Regions from separate parts of the Mus musculus genome. Here region 2 is linked to region 1. A link is a contact called in public promoter capture Hi-C data. All regions are on one chromosome and are shown on one strand. The core of a region is the stretch at or near the end of the contact, and the rest is flanking DNA. Distances in the headings are between cores, read along the strand shown.

What was found. Promoter capture Hi-C pulls out the DNA fragments that hold promoters and counts their contacts.
Region 2: a promoter capture Hi-C map of embryonic stem cells shows a contact between it and region 1, with 5 read pairs. The contact joins the promoter of Col8a2 here to the promoter of Tfap2e in region 1. A contact is called at or near these places in 4 of 39 promoter capture datasets (embryonic stem cells and liver).

The regions. Positions count from the first base shown.
Region 1 is chr4:126,733,084-126,738,096 of GRCm38.p6, forward strand. Tfap2e (transcription factor AP-2, epsilon) reads right to left here and starts at 3,186. Exons shown (of 7, transcript NM_198960.2): 1 at 2,882-3,186; 2 at 2,087-2,569; 3 at 1,517-1,568. The coding sequence starts at 2,908.
Region 2 is chr4:126,284,720-126,289,369 of GRCm38.p6, forward strand. Col8a2 (collagen, type VIII, alpha 2) reads left to right here and starts at 2,075. Exons shown (of 4, transcript NM_199473.2): 1 at 2,075-2,211.

The DNA.
Region 1 (5,013 bases), core at 1,936-4,435:
CCTTGGGATACTGGAGTGCCTTCCTAAAACGTAGAGCTTGGGTCTCTCTAGGGAGTCAATGAACCTGGGTTCTCTGCCCTTAAGCCTGGACAGGAGCCAGAATCTGGAGGATTTGCAAAGAGCCCAGTGGCAAATCCAACTTTCCCTTCGACTGGGTCAAAACAAGAGCTGTTCAGGAACCCAACAAAGTGCAGCTAGCAATGCGCTGGTGAGGTGGGTCATGGGCCTCTTCTTCCCTGTACTCCCTGAGAGTCCCAGATTCCTGGAGACATCCCTCACCAAGTTCTGGGAGGTGTGTTCGCTAATCTCCTGAACTCCATACCTAGCTCTAGTTCTGGAAGTCCAGCCCCTTGTACCAGCTCCACTCCCACCACAAGCCTCCCCTGAGAACCTAGGCAGGGCAAACAGCCTGGGCTTGAATTCACTTGTTTGAAAAACAGCTCCAGCCAAATCCTGCGGGAGGTGTGCCTGCCCTTGGGCGCTACAGGCTCCCATGAGCCTCTGAATTCCTTTGGGCACCCACCCCAATTCTAAGAAGCTTGCCCAAGGTCTGGGTCTCTGCTTCTGTCTAATTTGCCTCTGTCTTACCTTTCCTAGGCATGGTTAGAACTCGGTCTTCAGACCCAAAACTCTACTAACTCTACTCAAGGGGTGTCTCCCACTCCTGCCTTTGACTAATTCAAAAGACAAACAAATATGGAGGCAAACAACAACAGCAGCAGCAACAACAACCAACGGACCAAGGAGAGGCCCTCACATTCTTAGAACACCTCAAATACCAAACGACAAATTCCAGAACACACGTTAGGTATTCAGAGAAGCCCCCAAATAGAAACTATATCACAACACCCACAGATACAAATCACGAATACAGTCACAGCAGCAAACACACCCCAAGAAACACTGCTGCCTAGAAAAGGAACATAGAGTGTGCACAGGACCCTAAGCTCAGAGACACAGACAGTCCTGGAAGCAGCAGACCTTTCCAGGAGCACACAGCCCGTCCCAAGCTAGTCATCTCTTCTAATCCTAAATGCTTTTAAAGAAAATCCTCTGCCCTGGGAGGTGAGGGGAAATGGAAGCACCTCCCTCCCCGCCCCGGTCTGCTGAGAAGAAAGGAACAGAAAGCATTTGCCAGGCTCCAAAATGTTAAAGCTCAATAAAAGTGGAAACCATTGAACAAAATCTGTGGCAACAGTGCTCCCTTTCCCATTTCTTAGGAAACAGGGAAGTGGTTTAACTCGTTCTGCAAATCGACTCCAGATCCACAAGAACGCCCTTCCTTCAGAGAGGAGAGGCCAAGCAGCTGCAGCCTAGGTAGTGCGAGCCCACCTCAGGCGGCAAAGTCCTGAGTCAAATTATCCAGCTAGCGCCATGGCCTCTCTCCTGGGCGAGGAAGGATGTTCCGTGGCCACGCAGCCGGGCGACGCACAGGAAACAACAGCCAGGGAGAAAGAAAATGGGTCTGAGCACCCAGGGCCTGACTCTGCCCTGGAAGTCGCACACCATTCCTTACCTTTCTTGATCACCGATTGGTCCAGGAGGCTCATTCCAGGGTCATCTATCGCCTGCAAATAGAAGAGGATGGCAGTGAGGGTCCGTATGGACCTAGTCGCCCAGCTACCCCTAGTCCATGTCTGCTCCGCCCTACGCGTACCACCGGCTGCCTGAGGCGGCTACCGGGGGACAGGCGTGACCAGGAATAGCCTGGGCTCAGCACCATATGCGTCTAAGCTGCAGCACTGCCTGGATGATTGCCTTGCCTTAGATAGACCACTCCTGTGCCTCTCCTAACCCCGGCCCAGGTTGCCCCTGCGGACTGGGACTGGGTATGGATGCCCACCATGGCTCAACCCTACAGTGGGGAGAGAAAGAAGTGATTCCACGAGGGCTGCTGCCACCCAGGCACAGTTCGAGGCCATCTTTTGGCCAGACAGCATCTAACGGAAGACTCCCTGTTAGCGGCAGAGATGGAAAGTTGCACCTGGGAGAAGAGCCGGGCTCCTACTTTTGTTACTTTTTTGTTTCCAGCCAGGATGCTAAATCGCTGCCCATCGGGACCCACCGTGGCTCACTCTGGGCTTACCTGCAATTCCTCCAGACCGGGCGGCTCCGCCAATCCTGGAAGACCGAGGGGAGCATCGGCCAGGCCGTGCGCGCCGTCGGCCAGGCTGTGCAGGAGCCGGGGAACCGCGGCGGCGTAGTCTCGGCGCGGGTCGAGACCCAGAGCGCGGGCGGGTGGCGCCAGCAGGCCCGGCGGCTCGTCGTGGGCGCGGGCGGCCGCACGGGGTGCGGCCCAGGCGGCCTGCGGGGGCTGCGGCTGCGCCAGGGGCGCTAGGCCGCCGTAGGGGTCAGCGGCGAGGTGCGGAAAGGCAGCGGTGGCGTCGGGACCCTGGCCGTAGGGCAGCGGCGCCTGAGGGTAGGGCGGCGGGAAGTAAGGAGGATGATAGTCCGCGGTGGCAGAGGCGGCGGGAGTGTGACACAGTGGCGGCGCGGGCCCGTAGGCCGCCTGGGGCAGGGACGACAGGCGGGTCCCGCCAGCCGCTGCGCCCAGCCCGTCGGGGCGCTCCTGCAGAAGGGGAGGCGTGCGTTAGGTGACCCATGAGCGGCCGAAAAGACACCAGCCCGCCAGGTCCCCTCCAGCTCGCGGGTGTCCTGCAGCTGTCCACCGGCGTTGGCCCCGCGGGCGCCGCGGCCCCAGGCTGGAGACCAACCACGTACGGGTCTCTGCCACCACTTCCTGGGCTGCCAAGAGGCCCTACGGTCCCCTACCTTCGCGATTTCGTTGGCGCGGGGGTGGGGGGCAGAAGGTTTGGAGGCTTCAGCAGCCAGGCTCCTCGATGCCCTCTGCCCAGTGTGCCCGGGACCCGAGTCTACTCACCATGGCGGAGTATGTGTGCACCAACATGGGGCGGGTAGTGTGGGGCGTGAGGTGTGGCGGAGACACAGCCCTCGTTCGACGGCGAGGCGAGAGCCGGGAGCCCTTACAGCCCACGGGGATCACCGTCTGGAAGCTGGGGGTAAGTCTGCCGGGAGTCCAGAAGGTACGGGGTACTCAGCGGGGGACGCCTGCGGGAGCGTCCATGGAAATGGGCCAGACGGGAGCTGATGGCACTTGGAAAAAAGTCGGGCAACGGGTGCCCAGCGCCCGCCCTCTGAGCTCAGCCTGCTCCATGCACTCTAGTTATAGCGGCGGGGGCGCGCTCGGGCCTCTGGGGGCGCGCATTAAAGAGACAAGCTATGGCCTATCTCAGCCTTTTCCCTTGGCTGCGGAAAGGGAGGCGTGGCTCTGGTGGGAACCGGTGGGGTGAGGAGTGAATGAATTCGAGTCCAGCTGATGTGAGCTCCTTCTGGCCTCCAAGCTTGCAGCTGCGATCAAATGGGATTCGAGGCTGGAATGCAACTCAGGGGTCTGTGTTCGCTCGGGTCTGTGAATTTTCTCTTTACATTTGCTTATTACATTAACTTATTTAGTGGAAGGGCTCACCCGTGTGCCCGATGTGCGGGTCAGAGGACAACTTGCAGTAGTCAGTTATTTGCTTCCATCCTGTGGGTCCTGAAGGTTCGAACTCAGGTCTTGAGGCTTCGTGGTCAATGAATTAACCCAATAAACGATCTCGCCACTCCCTTCTAAATCTTTTAAAATTAATGCTTAAACAAATGTACGCGTTCGCCTTTGAGTTTGAGCAAAGCATTCCTTGTTTCTGGTATCAGCTTTCTTCCCTGTTAAATGGTCTTTTCTCTGACCACCCAAGGGTGAGTGTGGAATACACCGGTGAGTGGCAAACTCAAGCCCATCAGTTTATGTGCATACTTGTGTCAGTGTGTGTGTGCGTGTGTGTGTGTGTGTGTGTGTGTGAGAGAGAGAGAGAGAGAGAGAGAGAGAGAGAGAGAGAGAGAATGAGAGAGGGGGTGTTAGCAACCTCTCTTTCATGGTTTTGGATCCAAAAAACGCTCTGAAAATGCTGACTTCTCTCAGACTTTCTAAGCTGGTAATCCTCAATGCCAAGCCAGGATCCTTGGATGCTGAGGACACCACCTAGGCACAGAGAGTAGGAGTCTGGCATGATCTGCACTTAAGAAGAGGCCAAAATACTGACACAGGGTGGAAGGGGTGCATTGTCACACCTAGGCACAGTCTACGCATTTGTGTGTCACCATCACCATGGCAGGTGCTCTCTCTCTCTCTCTCTCTCTCTCTCTCTCTTTCTCTCTGTCAAACATGCCCTAATGACCACTACCAATCCCTTTTCTTTCTTCCAAAATTTAACCCGTCTGTCCTAAGAAGCAGAGATGGGGATTAAGAAAAGGCAAGTGAGAGAAATCCTAATGACAATGAGAATTTAAAAAGCAGAGGGCTGGAGAGATGGCTCAGTGGTTAAGAGCACTGACTGCTCTTCCACAGATCCCGAGTTCAATTCCCAGCCGCCATGTGGTGGCTCACAACCATCTGTAATGAGATCATATGCCCTCTTCTGGTGTGTCTGAAGACAGCAAAAATATACTCACATAAAATAAATAAATCTTAATAAAAAGCAGAAAGATGTTTTCTTTTTCATGTTGAAAATAGGGAGGGGATAGAAATGGTCACGGTGCCCACTCACCACACACCGTTAATATGGAGTCTCCTAACTCACCAAGTCCTTTGTCACCCTCATTTTCAAGTGAGGAACAAGGCACAGAGAGGCTAGGTGACTTACTGGCCTATGGTCAAACAACTAGTTCAGTGGCAGTGCTGGGGTGGCCCTTCTCTGTTCTCAGGATCATTATTCTTTCCTGTCTTGGACTCAGGCATTTAAAATTTAGTCTCACTCCTCAGAGGCTGTGTAATTCTGGACAAGTCTGGCTTCCTCTCCAAGTTCTGTTTCTGCAACAAAAACTAGTGGAGAGGAATCGCTGCCACCTTCTGTTTCTTTCTGGTGAAGAAACAGATGAGAAGGTAAAAGTGATACCATTGAGAGATTAGAACATTAACCTATGTTCTAGATGGCACATGGCTAGAACGAAGCCGAG
Region 2 (4,650 bases), core at 825-3,324, 450 kb before region 1:
CAAGTCCCTCTTCTGTCTGGGTGGATGCAGGTGACCCATGCTGTGTCCTGGGGCTGGGGCTGGGGTTGTTCCCCCAGCTTCTGCAGGTCCCAACAAGCACTGTAAGCCCATAGGTTCTATTTCCCTCTTGGATCCTTGGAAGTGCCACAGACTCCCATCGCTCCCCAGATACCTTCCTGGGCTTTACCATTCCCAGGCCACTAACCAGAAACCCCAGACACCTTTCTCTCTCTCTCTCTCTCTCTCTCTCTCTCTCTCTCTCTCTCTCTGTTTTTCTTTCTTTCTTTTTTTTTTTTTTTTTTTTGATACGGGGTGTCTTAGGGTTTCTGTTGCAGTGATGAAATACCATTACCAAAGCAACTTGGAGAGGATTTATTTCAGTTTATATTTCCAGGTGACAGCCCATCACTCACTCAGAGAAGTCAAGGCTGAAACTAAAACAAGGCAGGAACCCGGAGACAGGAGCTGATGCAGAAGCCACGGGGGGTACTGCTTACTTTACTGGTTTGCTCCCTATGGTTTGGTTTTGTTGGTGGTGGTGGTTGTTTTTTTGTTTGTTTGGTTGGTTGGTTTTTCGTGACAGGGTTTCTCTGTGTAGCTCTAGCTGTCCTGGAACTCACTCTGTAGACCAGGCTGGCCTCGAACTCAGAAATCTGCCTGCCTCTGCCTCCCAAGTGCTGAGATTAAAGGCGTGTGCCACCACGCCCGGCCCCCACTCCCTAAGGTTTGCTCATGATGTTTTCTTTCTTTCTTTCTTTCTTTCTTTCTTTCTTTCTTTCTTTCTTTCTTTCTTTCTTTCTTTCTTTCTTCCTTCCTTCCTTCCTTCCTTCCTTCCTTCCTTCCTTCCTTTCTTTTTCTTTTCTTTTCTCTTCTCTTTTCTTCTTCTTCTTCTTCTTCTTCTTCTTCTTCTTCTTCTTCTTCTTCTTCTTCTTCTTCTTCTCCTCCTCCTCCTCCTCCTCCTCCTCCTCCTTTTATGTTTGTTTTACTAGACAGGGTTTCTCTGTGTAATCCTGTCTATCTTGGAACTCTGTGGACCAGGCTGGCCTTGAACTCACAGAGATCTACCTGCTCCAGCCTCCTTAGTGCTGAGATTAAAGGCATGTGCCAGTGCAGCTGCCGCTGCTGGTACCACCACCACTGGTTTCTGCCTGCTTTCATATAGAACTCAAGACCACCAGCCCAGGGATGGTCTCCACCAAAAATGGGTTGGGTCCTCCATCACGAATCACTAACTAAGAAAATGCCTTGCAGTTGGATTTTATGGAGGCATTTTTTTTCAATTGAGGTTCCCTCCTGTCACATAACTCTAGTTTGTGTCAAGTTGACATAAAACTAGCCAGCACACAAGATCTATGTAGTCTTGGCTTTCCTAGAACTCACTAATATAGACCATAGCTGGCTTAGAACTCAGAGATCTGCCTGCCTCTGCCTCCTGAGTGCTGGGATGAAAGGGATGAAAGGCATGTGTCTCTCCCTCCCCTCTTTTAAGACGCCTCTCCCCAGCCCCCAAATCCTGTCCATTTCATTGCTGCAGCTCCTCTCTGGGATGACCTTCCTTCCAAAATGCATGTCTAAATGTTTGGACCATCCCAGGACTCCCCGTGGCCCTCTCTGTTACCTGTGCAGCAGCGACCTGGCTCTTTCAAAGTACAGATCTGGTCACTCCAGAGATCTCCATGGCTCCCCATTTCCCTGAAGGTAACATCTAACCAACTTCAGTAAGGCCCTTGCCTGCCTGTGTTCACTACACCAGCTCAGCTCACCAGACCCTCAAGACCTCCTTTCCTTCCCGCTGAGTCCTCCTAGCTCAACCTAGGTCACCGTGTCGGGGGAGTCTTGAGTCTTATGTGGATTCCTTATGAATAGTGCCCCATGGACCACTCCGTGCGCCCCACCCTCTTTGCAGCGCCGTTGTCTCCTGCAGCCGTCTAGGGCAGGGGTCCGCGGAGCTCAGAGGCTGCTAGCCCGCTGCGCTGCGGACGGGCGGGGCGCGCACCCTTGGCTGTGGCTGTGGAAAGAGCAAGGCGGAGGCCCCGCCCCACCGCGCCCCTCCCGCCGCCCGCCCACTCGGCCGGGGCGCGGGGCAGCGGGGCAGCGGGCAGAGCGACGCGGAGTTCTGGCGGTGCGGACCCCGACGACGCCCTGGCCCCGAGCCTGCGCCATCCGGGTCGCCCTCGAGCGCCGGAGCGCCGCCCGGAGGCCGCCCTGCAGGTAAAGGCGGGCAGCATTGCGGGGTTTTGGGCTGGTGGGGGCCCCGAGGGCCGGATGCAGCCAGGTGTCCAGCCCCGACGGGGCGCTGTGCCTCAGGCCCCAGTGCGAGGACAGGACCTGGAGGCGACTAGCGCTGGGGGGTGGCCGGAGGATGAGGGGGTGCTCACCCGTCCCCTGGACGTAACGAAGATAGAGCTCCCTGTTTCCTCCCTTTCCTCCCTCTCCAACACTGGACAGTGGCTCCGGGTATGTTACTTCGCTTCACCTGTAAAAAAACGGGAATAGCAAAATTGCCTTCGAGGTGAGGTTGAGGAGAGAAGGGGAGGTGAAGGGAGCATCAACGTCTACCTTACCTTCTCTCCCCATCTTTCTGCCATTTCTGATTCTCCTGCGACCTCCAAGTTACTTGGTTTTCTGTCTCTACCCCCAAGTTCTTTCTATTTGGAGTAACCTGGCAACATCTACCGACACTGAAGACAGGCTCTGAGGAATGTTTCTGCCAGAGGCTCTGCACCCCCACGCCCATTGAGACTTGTAGGGACTGAGGAGGTTGTGTCTGACCAAAAGTGGCTGGGGTCCCAGGTCCTTGGAATAGCTTTCCGGTGTCTCCCCCACACTGAGCCCAGGAGGCTCTGAGATAGAGAACAGCTATCAGCCAGAAGACCTCTGGAGTTGCACCCAGGAGGGAGGGATCTGAGTTTGCTTGGAGTGTGTGTGTGTGTGTGTGTGTGTGTGTGTGTGTGTGTGTACACTCGCGCATATCTGCTAGAAACACTTTGTCCGGGAGAACAGCCTAGACTCCTCACACAGAAATGCATCTGACCTTTCAGGGTACCCTGCCAGCCCAGAAGTCTTCCTTCACTTGCCTGCCATGGAAGCTGGGGGCGGGGAGGACAGAGATGCTGGAGGGTGTGCAGATAGGGTCTCTCAGTAGGGATAGCGGATCCTCACTGGCCTGAGCAAAGGGATCCACCCCCGCCGGGGAGGAGTGTGTGTGTGTGGGGGGGGGGGGTCACAAAGAGAGCTGGTGGTCTTGGTGGGGAGTCTGGCCTCCCCTTGATCTGATGAATACAGATGGAGACATGGATACACAGAGCCCTCTAAAAAGATAAGTCACATACAGCCGCGCTCCCTCCCACTGAGACTCACATATAATCACACACTGAGGAAAGACTCATTAGACACACAGGACCACACTCTTACCACAAACGCTAAAGCAATGACACGCATGTGCACACGCGGTCTCCAACAGACACACAGCAAGCCCCCATGTGGTCCAGCCAGACATACTTCCACAGGATAGTTGTACACACGCACCGGTTCACACTCTACATGCTCACTGGGGTCTCTCCGGTTTCACTTCGTCTACCCCTGTGCACATGAGCGGTTCCACTTTGGCCCAGAGGAAGGGAAAGAAAGGAGGGAAGGGAATGCGTCTTTTAGCAAGAGGGAGGGAAAAGATACCAAACCCGGCTGTCAGCCCAAGCCCCCAAACCCCACTGCTTCCCCGCTCTGGGCCCCAGCCAGACCAAAGGATGTGAGTCCAACTTCCCTGCCCCGCTGGCCCGAAGCTTACTCCAGATCCTCAGTGACAGGCATGGGCCTCTTTGTAGGGAAGTGGCGGCTCAGAGGAGCAGGTCCTGAGGCTCTTACAGAGTCGGGTGGATGAAACAGAGGCACCAACATCTCTCGTGTGGAGTGCACCTATGGGCTCTGGGTGCCCATTGAGGCACACAAGGAAGGGAGGTACTGTACAAACCAGTTGCAGGCAGGGCTACGAGTATGGCGAGAGGAGGATCTGAGGTAACTCTGTAAGGCTTTCCACGATAAGGAGAGTTTCCTTCCATTGGGTCACACAGTAGGGAGTTGAGGGACCATACTGTTTTGAAGTCAGGGTTCTTAGGTTATTATCTAGAGACCCGGGTGTGAGTTGCCTAGTGGCACAGACTGGGAGTGACTGGCTGTTCCTTGCTAAACATGAAGGGACCCATTCTTCTTCTAGGTAGGGAGATCTTGGCGGAGGCCAGACAGTGTAAGGAGACAGGTAGCTAAGTGAAGTGGTTGCCATGGGGACGAGAGGAGGCATTGATAAAGATGTACCCATCTGGGGGCGGGGGGCAGTGGTGGCGCATGCCTTTAATCCCAGCACTTGGGAGGCAGAGGCAGGTGGATCCCTGTGAGTTCAAGGCTGGTTTGGTCTACAGAGCAAGTTCCAGGACAGCCAGGGCTACACAGAGAAACCCTGTCTCAAAAAGCCAAGAAAAGAAAAGGAAAAAGGAAAGGAAAGGAAAGGAAAGGAAAGGAAAGGAAAGGAAAGGAAAGGAAAGGAAAGGAAAGGAAAGGAAAGGAAAGGAAAGGAAGGATATACTCATCTATTATGGGATCAGTAGAGGCCAGGCTGTGAGGACAGGCACTGCAGCACTGTGTCCTGTCCTCACA